2 separate regions of the Mus musculus genome follow, and region 2 is linked to region 1. The links are chromatin contacts, called in public promoter capture Hi-C maps. All regions are on one chromosome and are shown on one strand. The core of a region is the stretch at or near the end of the contact, and the rest is flanking DNA. Distances in the headings are between cores, read along the strand shown.

What was found. Promoter capture Hi-C pulls out the DNA fragments that hold promoters and counts their contacts.
Region 2: a contact with region 1 is called in a promoter capture Hi-C map of pre-B cells. The contact joins the promoter of Bbs2 here to the promoter of Dnaja2 in region 1. A contact is called at or near these places in 1 of 39 promoter capture datasets (pre-B cells) and 1 of 484 Hi-C or Micro-C datasets (CD4 T cells).

Annotation. Positions count from the first base shown.
Region 1 is chr8:85,553,094-85,558,841 of GRCm38.p6, reverse strand. It overlaps Dnaja2 (DnaJ heat shock protein family (Hsp40) member A2), which reads left to right and starts at 3,481. Exons shown (of 9, transcript NM_019794.5): 1 at 3,481-3,672; 2 at 4,866-4,925; 3 at 5,432-5,655. The coding sequence starts at 3,595.
Region 2 is chr8:94,096,195-94,101,942 of GRCm38.p6, reverse strand. It overlaps Bbs2 (Bardet-Biedl syndrome 2 (human)), which reads left to right and starts at 3,434. Exons shown (of 17, transcript NM_026116.3): 1 at 3,434-3,707. The coding sequence starts at 3,591. It overlaps Gm39226 (a long non-coding RNA gene), which reads right to left and starts at 2,401. Exons shown (of 2, transcript XR_879106.1): 1 at 1,753-2,401; 2 at 1,371-1,644.

The DNA.
Region 1 (5,748 bases), core at 2,232-4,731:
CCTCATTGGTGGGATTAAAGGCCTGAGCCACAACATGGCTAGATTAGTAAATTAAGTGAGTATTTATTTCTGCCTCGTCCTCATTTCCACCTGAAGTTCAAAATATACCCCGAATATAACCATTCTTCACCAATGCTACTATTACTCCATCAGTCCGAATAATTTCTAACCTGAATCTTTTCATTGTTTGGAGTTTTCTTTAAAAAGAGTTTATGGGCTGGAGAGATGGCTCAGAAGTTAAGAGTACTGACTGCTCTTCCAGAGGTCCTGAGTTCAATTCCCAGCAACAACACGGTGGATCACAACCATCTTTAATGGGATCCAATGCCCTCTTCTGCTGTGACTGAAGACAGAGACAGTGTACTCACATACATTAAATAAATAAATTTTAAAAAACAAAAAAGACAGAAAAAAAAAACCCAAAGAAACAAAATAGGGTGTCGTGGATGGAGGAAAGTCCTTAAGGCCTCAACCCTACACAAAGAACTACAGGCAAGTGAGGAATGCTGAGAATGGGAGAAACAGTCTCCCTTAGGGAAGAGAAAAGCAACTTGTTATCCAATACCAAACGGTTAACCTTGAAAAAATATTTTTTAAAGTTAAGAAAGAAAGAAAGAAAGAAAGAAAGAGAGAGAGAGAGAGAGAGAGAGAATAAATCAAGTGCTAGTTAAAGGCAGAAAGCAAAACTACTTTCTGAGTAGCCTGAATGACACATAAAGGATTGTCTGAAATAATCAGCTGCTCATTTCTCCATTTAATTACCTGTGAATAGGAATGGCCTACAGAATATAATAATGTATTTCATACACTCCTTCCCTAGTCCCTATCAATCTCCTTTATCCCAACCCAATAGCTCTCAATCAGACATACTGAATCAAAAATGAAGAAACTGAACAACAGTATAAGCTTGGAAGAAATCTGAAACCACTTTATCCTCAAACTAAATTGTTTGCCTAATGAGAACAGACCTCAGATGCACTGTGACTCAGCATTTTATGATCCTTCGATATGAAATGAGATGCAGATGTTTCCTCCATCCTGGCATTAGCTACATAACAGAGCTAAAACAAATGAAGTATCTCAAAAACTCAGAAAATGTCCGAGGTGCCACAATGCTCACACAGACACAGGCTTAACTCAGGCTCATGATGTCAGGAATGACAACATGTGTCAGATGACGCACAGAGCTATTCTGAAATAACTTGTGGCCCTACAAAATTAGCTAAGTGCTGACTACAATTACAATTCAGAAATGAACAAAATATTATAAATAAATAAATACAAAAATAGTTTAAAGGCAAGTAATAAGTAAAATAACAGGGCTGAGGGAATTTCCAGGATATCACAAGCTAAAACTTAATCAAGTGGAGATTTTTTTCCCCCTTACAAGAAAACAAAAAGAAAAAAAAAAAAACTAAACTGAAAGTGAGACCAACAGGGGAATCCTGCTCTTTTCAACAGTTCATGGACAGAAACAAGATACAAAAAGTAACTACACAGGGTACTTCCTTTCCTGTGCAGCAGAAACTGACTGAAAAGGGGATAGAGAAATGGAACTAATTATCAAACATGTAAGACCATGCGAAGCTACTGAGGAGCATTAATCCCAGAAGAGAGGAACTGAGGACGTTCAGGGAAGCCAGCTATCCAATGAATAAAGGTAGTATAAAAAGCCTGTAGGTAAGTAGGCCAACAATAAAGCTAACACACCATTGCTTTTACTCCTATTCTGTCTCCACATCCCAGGCACTGGGATTACAGGTGTGAGCTGCCACAATGCATTTCTGCAGTTATGGGGATTGAATCAGGGCCTCAAAAAGCCAATTCATTCATTGATTTATTACAAAGCCAAAGAGCAGCCTAAATAAAAAATTAGAGTAGTTGAATCAAAGTTCCCCCTTTGTTTTTTTCTATCTTTTCTTCTCTTTTTTCTAGAGGCTGAACCCAGGGCCTTAGTGTATTCTACTCAAGCATTCTACCAGCTAAGCCTCATCCCCAGACCATAAATACCATTAAAAATAAATAGCATCTTGCACTGAGGAAGTAACCTCAGAAAATACATTGCAGAGCCAAGCTTACTGTTAAAAGAAGGCAGAGCCAAGCTCCCAGCTTATACAATCTAATTTCAGGACTTACACTCTTGAATGATTAGGGGTCTTTGTAAAATTCAAAGTCAGAAGAAGGATGATCTGACTTCAACATCTGCCCCAGGGTTATTTTGGCTGATCTGGGTGTGTGGGTGAGTGTTCCCTCTTCTTCTTTGTATGTCCCTTCCTGAAACTGGGTATTTGATCAAGAAGAGAGGCTAATCTTTGGCAAAAGGGTATAAAATAGCTGTGGTCCCCTGCTAGAAACCTCCAAATAAGTCCTGGAAACCAGATAGATAAGCTATATTCTATTAAAGAATTTTGACTCACATGTGAGAACAGCATTCATGTCATAAATCATACTTATCAGGAAAACGAACATCAAATAAGACAGGAAGGTTCACCAGGTTATGAATTAAGGAAAACACTACAGGTTAAGGGGCATTTTGAATAGCAGAAGGAGCATCTAACTTCTCATGAGACTCTTCTGAGCGTTCAGGTTAAATTTCAGAAGTCTTAGCACGGCAGTGAAGGACCTCCAAAACTCGGTCAAGAAGAATAACAAGAAAGGTGTATCACCTCCACTGACAGACTTATGGCCAATGAGCAATTGTTTCCCAGTTCAGGTTTTCAACTGACCAGAAGTGTTTTACTATCGGAAAACCAGTTGGAAGGCAAGCTATACATTCTGGAATGTGGTAAAGCACAGAAATCTTTCAAGCTAAAGCAAAACGAAACTCGACTGACAGCCACCAAGTGCCGGCACGCTGCCATACTGTCTTATGCCAACCAAACCTTTGGCGTTAGCTAATTTTAAAGCTGTCAAGTGAGACACTTGAACACATGATCCCGGTGGAACAGGGTGACTTTGGTTTATCTGGATGCCCCGAAACCAACTGGGAATGTGTAAAAAAGATTTGTCCTTTCCTCCGATGTGACAGGATGGCTATGCCTTTAAAACCTCGTCTGCTAGGTATAAATCTGAGTATTTATGAATGAAATTGTTTCCCCTACGCAGAGGTGCTGAGGGGGAAGTTAAGGAGATGAAATGAGTTAGTGAAGGTGTTGATGAAATCACATCACGGGCGTAACTCGCTATTTGGGAACCTCACACACTCACACCCACGTGCTGTTTTTCACCGTGGCCCCGGGGGGACCACCCCGTGAGGATTCCACGCCGGCTTCTTTCCCTCAGGCCTCAGCCGCACCGAGAGTTCTTTATGAACGCCGCACACCGCTCCCCTCCACTCCGCGGTCGCTCGCGCGTCACGGAGCGGCGACAGGAAAGGGCCCCACCAGCCGCTCTCGGGCGCCCACCGCCCAACCCCGCCCCGCCCGGCCCCGGAGGCGGGGCCTTGTGGCGACGTCATGGCGCTGCGCCGGGTCAAAGTTCAGCCCCGCCTGCCTCCCCGCGCCGTCTCCTCGGCCTGCGCCGCCGCCGCTCGTGGTCCGGGTCGCGCTCCTTCCGCTCCGCCGCCTGCTTGCGAGTGCTGCCCGGCAGGCCGCCATGGCGAACGTGGCCGACACGAAGCTGTACGACATCCTGGGCGTCCCTCCCGGCGCTAGCGAGAACGAGCTGAAGAAGGTACTGGAGCGAGCCGGCCGGCGGGCGGGGCGAGGGCGCGGGGCCTGCGCGGTCTGGGCGGCCTGAGCCGGGCTGAGGCGCGGCGGCGGCGGGGGCGCAGTCGGCTCGGCTGACCTTGGGCCTCCGCCCGCCCGGCCCTGCGCAGACGCGGCCCGCCAGCTCGGCGCCCGGGGCCACCCGGAAAAACAGGTCGGACCGCGGTGCTCGCGCCGCCGGGCCGGGGAGGAGCTGACCGCCGGCGCCGGTGTGGGGCTGAGGGCCGCAGCCCCCGGCGCTGAGCAGGCTCCTCCCTCAGCCTCGCTCGCCCGGCAGCTGGAGCGGCGTGGGTCTGTTTGGAAGCATTGTTCTGTGGGCTGGAGATCTAAATACCCCGTGGCCGCTTCGGGGATGAGTCGTGTGCCCCAGCCAAACACCTGAGCGTGCACTCCCTAAAAATAAGACACGTCTTATTGTTGTCCTTTGTAGTAGTTCCAAATCATCTCGGGACTTGGGGTATTAATAAAGTCAGCATCTTCTCTGGCTGTCGGGATCCAATCCGCATTTGTAAACTGAGAAAAATAAGAATGTCCCGTAAGTACTGGGACTGGTAAAGTCCAAAGAAAAAGACTTCCTGTTACCCTACCGGAAATGGTAGGCTGTGTTATATAATTCATGAGTCTGTGTGAGGACTTACATGGTGCTTAACCACATCGCTTAATTGAAAGTATGTAGTTTCACCACCACCTAAGACCCCAGTTAGCCGACCGTGTGCGAGTAAAACATCACTTAGGACCTCCTGGGTGTCCTGTTAGAGGGCAGGCAGAGGAGCCAGCCAGCATGGGGAGAGATACTTGGTAGAAGTATCCTATGCTTAATTTGTAGTAGTGCTTGAGTTTCTGTAAAACGTAGTCACTCAATCTAAAATTTGTTTGGTTATTGTGGTCTCCTTGGTCTGGCTACTGGCCATCAAAGACATTTGATAATAGTTTGTAAAAAAAGAAAGAAAAAATGTTTCAGTATCTTCTTTGTTGTTTTATTTGTATTTTTCTTCAGTAACTTTGGGTATATTATTAGTAAATACTATTGAAGTGGAAAACGTTAAATAATAAGTGACATTTTTTGGAAGGCTGTAACTTTAGAACATTGCTTCTCAGAAAAGTGAATATCTTAAATTGTTTGCTGTGTATAACTCTTATCCAAAATCTTTTTTGAAGGCATACCGAAAGTTAGCCAAAGAATACCACCCTGATAAGAATCCAAATGCTGGAGACAAAGTAAGTCATTGAGTTTTATTCTTAAACTGAAACTTAAAATATATCACCCTCCCAGAAAGGAAAGTCCATTTATGCCTACAGAGTGAATTTTTCGCTGTTATTTTAATTTACTTGAAAATGACCTTAGTAAAACCTATTGCTTGTAATATTCTTCAAAGATAAGAAAAATTATAGCTATTGAGATAGCTCTGTGTTCCAAGTCTTGCTACCATATAAGCCTGACTACCTGAGCTTAATCCACAATGGAAGGATAGAAAGTTGTCCTCTGACCCCCATACATACTCCCACACTCATATGCATATATAATAGTGATGGTGATAACGGTCAGAGGACTATAGTTTTACAACGAGAATTCTAAGATATTTAGCAGTAGGTGATGAAGAGGACCAAAAGGAAACCAACTGAAACTCAAGGCTTTTTATTGAAGTTAAGTGGCTTCTGAATTTCTGAAGTCTTTCTCACATCCTTACACTAAAAAATCCAATTTTTTTACTTTTACTTTATAGTTTAAAGAAATAAGTTTTGCATATGAAGTATTGTCAAATCCAGAGAAGCGAGAGCTGTATGACAGATATGGAGAACAAGGCCTACGGGAAGGCAGCGGCGGAGGCGGTGGCATGGATGATATCTTCTCACATATTTTTGGTGGAGGATTGTTTGGCTTTATGGGCAATCAGAGTAGAAGTCGAAATGGCAGAAGAAGAGGCGAGGACATGATGCATCCACTAAAGTGAGTCTCTTTAAAAATGCTTCTCCAAACGGTGTTCCTTAGAGGGTGACTACAGAATATTTTGTCCTTTGTTTCAAAGTTCTTACTTTAAAA
Region 2 (5,748 bases), core at 2,185-4,684, 8.5 Mb before region 1:
AGGAGGAAATCTCAAGCTTGGAGTAGCCCACAAATGCATCGTGGCCTGGCTGACATCTCCCAGTCTCACACAGTGGGTTCCAGTCATATCCTTATCCTTGCCCACCATGGCCTTTTGTGTGTGCTGTTCCCTCTACCTGGAATGACCTTCTGTTATTCTTCTTGGAGCTGTCACTTTTCCATTATAAGCTTTCAATCCTAGTGCCACTTGTTCTGAGGGGCGTTTCCCAAGTCCCAGCACATCAATCAGTCTTATGGTCAGATCAAATGACCTTATTTGTCTTCATGTTTAATGTCTGCTAGTCCCCAAATCCCATAGGATATACGATTCATAGTGGACAGGTTATGCCTTCCTTGCTTGCCATTATATCCCTGTCTGGAACAAGCAGACCTTCAATAAATGTTTGCTAAAGATCCGTTCTTTTCAAGTTGTTCCCGGTAGAACTGACCTATCAAACTCATGTCAGAAGCTAACATGGATCAGTGACTTCAGCGACCTGGGGGCTTTGTGGAAGTACATCCCTTGAGCTAAAGAGAAAGGATTACATAGAATGAAGTAAGTTCTGATTCAAAAGAACAGATTTCAGGCACTTTCCATTAGCTGGCTAGGAAGGAAGATGCTCCTGGTCTTTGGGAGTCTGCAGGTGATCTATAGGGAGTAGGGATGGTATGGAATAGTTCTGGCGGAAATCAAAAGCATGGGCTATTAGTCTGAGAGGGCCAAGGCTTGGGTCTTGAATCCCATCAAGCTACTCAGAATGAATCTTTTGACATTATCCCCAAAGGAGATTGCAATTAGCCACAGTCATATCAACAGACTTGGGGGAAAAATGATGCCCATTTGTACAACGATACAAAATGCAGACATTGAGAGGAGTGTAGGCTCATCTCCCACCACTCACTACAGTGCTTCCCAGCTGTTCTTTTGCTCCTAGCAGCTGTCAGTCTGTCATCCGGGCTGACATCCTTCTGACTCCCCCTCCCCTGTGCCTGCTCCCCAGTCTCCCATGGCAGTGGCTGCTCATCTCATTTGTCACTGGTAAATAGCTATTCCAGAAGGCACTTCCACATTCTGGAACCTTCTCCCTGGTAGCTGGCTTCTTTACTTACTTTAATTCTTTGCTTGAATGTCATTTTCTTGGGAACTTATTTTCCCTACCACCTCAGTAAATATGGTTTCCCCTCATCCTCTGTTAACTCTTCTCCCGACCTTCCCTAAGGTGCTTACTCTAATAGCTGTGCATTTCTTGTTCTCTCTGACTTCTGTTTGCCAGTTCTAGGAGAGAAGAGATTTGTCTGTTATTGCTATCTATTCTCTGGAAGATTGTCGGGCACACAGTAGGCTCTCAAACATATGTGCAGAATGAATGGTTCGTTGCAACTTTTTAATTTTGCATGTTTGTATCTAAAAGAATATATCCCTGAAGTTCACAAGCAGTTCCCCACTCTCAAACATTTCTGGCTTAAAACAAGATCGTTCCCACACATATCTGTAGCCAGAAGTCTGAAATGACGGTATTAATAGGAGACTGTTTCCTCTGAACATTCTAGGGAAGAATTCTGAGCTTCGGGAGCCTTCAGGCACTCTTCAGTTTAGAGTAGCATCTTCAATTGGTGCCTATGGCTGTTTCTGTCTTCTCTCCCTCTTAAAAGGATACATATCATTAGAATTAGGGGCCACTCTAATCCAGGATGACCTCATTTCAAGCTCTTTAACTTACATCTGTAAAGACTGCTCTCCAAATAAGGTTACCTGTTGCCACCAGCAGTGAGGTGTGTGCCAGAGATACAGCTCCACTCTGCCACCTGCAGCAGCCCAAGCACTGGGCACTCCTTTCTGAGACCTCCATCCAAGTGACAACAGGATTCTTGGTTTCACTGCAGCAAAGAATTCCAGGACCAGACAGTTTGAAGCAGTTGAAGTTTCCTGAGATTTTGGTCACCAAGATGGCTCAGCAGGTTAAAAACAACATGGCTGATGACATGAGTTTGGTCCCTAGAACACATGGTATTGTTTTACACACACACACACACACACACACACACACACACCATATACCATACATAATTAATGTAATGTAATATGCTATACTATAATATAAGCATAACGGGGAGGGGCTGGGAAGGAGTTTAAAAGAGAGGATAGGTGCTAAGGGATAGAATAATACATAGCCAAAAGCTTGGATGTGGGTTTCAAGAGGGAACGACTCACTTAGTATCTTATCAGCTACATAGACTGCTTAGTAGCTCTAGTTATATCTCAATGGGCTGTTAGGAATTCCACCCCACTCCCATCTTCTTTCTCTCTTTTGTTTTACTTTGAAAATTAGCTTACAAAGTAGCAGGTCTTTTATGACATTTTCATGCATACTATGGCTGGCTGATCCTTCTCACCTGCTAGTTCCTTTCTTCTACTCCCCCCCCCCCCCCCCCCCCCCCCCCCCCCCCCGCACATTTACTCTTCTTTCTTTCCCTTCTTTTTGATGAATACGTTTATAAGGTGACTTCACCGGTGCTTTGAGTAGAGTTTGCAATTTGCTAAGATGAACCGACTTGTCACAAGGATGTAAAGAGTTAAGTCACATCATTTATTTAAGTAGGGTTTCTTGTGAGGTCCCTAGCAAATTACAGATTTACAGCTGGCAAAGGAGAAAGGCCATGTCCGTTTAGTACTTAAGCAGGATTCAGTGCTTTTTCAACATTCTTAGTTGAAAGTCTTTTCATATAAAGGGCATGTTGTCTCTAGCTGAGCAACTTTGTACAAATGCTAATTGTCCTGAAAATCTTGACTCAGCTGGTGGAGCGCCTTAACTGGACTTGGGAGAGAAGTACTCTTTCCCTTCCCATGTCCCTCAACTTTGCATCGTTCTCTACTGCTTTATATTTACCACCTAAACTATTTAAATAAACTATACTCTTTACTTTTATCTTGAGGGGATTATTATTTTCGGGTTACTATTGACGTTTGCCTGGGCATAACAGCTAAAGCAAGGGATACACTAAGCACTTTAACGTTAGTTTTGTTTTGTTTTTTTAATCGTGCGTGTGCATGTCCTTGGAGCTGGTTTTCTGCTTCCAACTCGGGTCATCAGGGTTGGTATCAAGTGTCTTCACCCACTTAACTATCCGCCCCGTAAAGCCTTAGTTCTTGAACGAATGAAAGGGTGACATAGTGTGTGGCGTGTACGGGGTGCAGCTTGGCTGACACGCTACAGAGAATCCTGGGGAGGTACTGGCTTAGACACCGCCATCCCAGACGCCAAGGTAAGGCTTCATCTAACACTAATTTACAGCCGCAGTCCGAGGACAGACAAAGAACGCAGGCCAACCAGGCACGACGCCACTGCGCAGTCGCAGGAGCTAGTTGGGACTTGCGTAGCTCTGCCGCTGGGAGGGTCCGCGCAGGCGTAGAGAGAGTTGGCGACACCGATCGCGCTCTAGTCTGCGCTTCCGGCGCCGGGCCTGTGGCGTTCCGCAGTCCTGCGTGTATTTACCTCCTACTCCTCATCCGCTGCTAGGCAACCGGCCGGCCAAGCTGCTTGCCTTGCGCCTGCGTCGGGCATCTGTCTTCCGCCCCTAGCTGGCGCCATCATGCTGCTGCCTGTGTTCACTCTGAAACTGCGCCACAAAATCAGCCCCCGCATGGTGGCCATAGGGCGCTACGACGGGACTCACCCGTGCTTGGCTGCCGCCACCCAAGCGGGCAAGGTAACCGCTCCCACCCGGACTCCTGCCTCCTCCAGATCCCGCCCCTCACGCTGCCCCGCCCCCTGCCCGCATTGCCTGGCAACCGGTCGCCGCTGTCCTTGGCTCCAGTCCCATCAAAGTGGGATTTCAAAGAACAGCTTTGTAGCAGTGACGTTTTTTATCACCAGGTTCTCAGTGTTGAACAGTATTGAGGACAGATCAGGAACCTAGGGAAAAGAAGTCTCAAGAAAAAGGAGCGCTTGTCCAGGAGTAGCAGCGATTGCTGACTCCAGATTCATGCCCAGGGCCTCTGCTTGCCTCCAGGATTCTCTTCCATATTTGCCTCTTTACAGTGGAGGAAGCGGGTGGGGTGGGGACAACAACCCAATGTTAAATTCAGATTGTAGTTTTGGTCCTTGATCACGTACATTCAGATCTTATCCCCATAACCTAAGTGTTCATTAAATGGTTATTATGAGCCACATACTGAGAAAGGGGTGTCAGGGTCACAGATAAAAAAAAAATTCAGATTTAGACCCAGTTTGCAAACAAAAGAAATTGTGAAAGTGAGATTGAATTCTTGTTGTTAGACTCAGCAGGTATGCCAGGTACACAATTGCATTTGTGTAAGGAGTTTTCAAGACACTGCCATGTGTGTTGTATGTTACCTTATATGCTACTTCTAGGGTTCCGTAGCAGGAACATAAGGATTCGTTTAAATGGGTTATGATTTCATAAACTGGTATGGTGAAGTAAAATGCTGAACATTCGTCTTGGTATGTGATGCTACTAGTTAAGAGGCGCTACCAGTCCTGAGGTAGTGCTACACATTTGTTATTTTATCTGTTCAAGAGATTGGGATCATAAGTTCAAAGCTAGCCTGGGCAACATAGGAAGACCCTGTCTCAAAATTAAAATTTTAGAAGAAGGGAGTTCTTTGTCCAATTGTCACTTGGATAAAGGCATGCACTGCTAAGTTTGATGACCTGAGTTCTGTCCTAGGGACACACAACATGGAGAGAGATCTGACTCTTGTAAGTTGTTGTCATCTGACCTTCACATGTGCTATAGAGCCTGGACACACACACATACCCACACACACACACACACACACACACACACACACGAATATTCAAATAGTAATATTAAAAAGGCTGATGATGTAACTCAGTGGTAGAACGATTGCCTAACATACTCAACAGCCTGGGTTCAGCCTCCTGAGCTGCCCTTATCCCAGGCACTGACAAACATCCAAAAGAAGTTCGCATCCACATATGCATATGTGCATATACATGTTCGTAGAATGGAGTACTGCAATATAAGAGGCAACGATATCCCACTGGTGTTACCTTAACCCCTAATTTGAGGTACAATCATGTGCTGGACACTTTTCCTAACTCTGCAGATACTGCGATAAATGAAATTTCACCTCTAGAGCTTACATTTGAGAGAGTAAGCAGAGTGTATATGTATATGATATATCATGTCAGAATATGTAATAGGATATGAACTGTATATGGTATAGACACACACTGATACATATATTTAAATTATGCAATACTATGTAATGGTATTTTCTTTCTTCTCAGCACGGGCCAGTAGCCTTTGCTTCTTCTCTTGCTTTGTCTCTGGCCTGTGCTTGTGTGCAAGCTTAAGCAGCTGAGTAGCTGTCTGCCTGTTCAGAGCCTGGGTGAACTGGTTAATGGCAGGAGGTACTTTGAGCCACTCAAAGAGGATGGCTCTTTGCTGCTGCAACCTGATGTAGCTGGGCCATTTGACTAAGCATGTTAGATCTCTTTTGGGCTGGATTTCCTCCCCAATGCCAAAGTTGTTGGGCCTTTTCTCAAAGGATTGACCACCTTTTTGACTTCCTGTTTCTTGATGATGGCAGGGGCCCCGGGGCCACCTTCTTCCCCTCTTCCCCTTGGCCTTCTTTCCTTGGGGCATCTTGCTTGGCTGGAGGAGAGAGAAAGAAGAGGGAATTGTGGGTGATGAGTCCTGTGGAATACATCTTAAATTCAGTCAGAGGTGGGTTACTCCCTCAGCGTTTGCCTCTCACTGA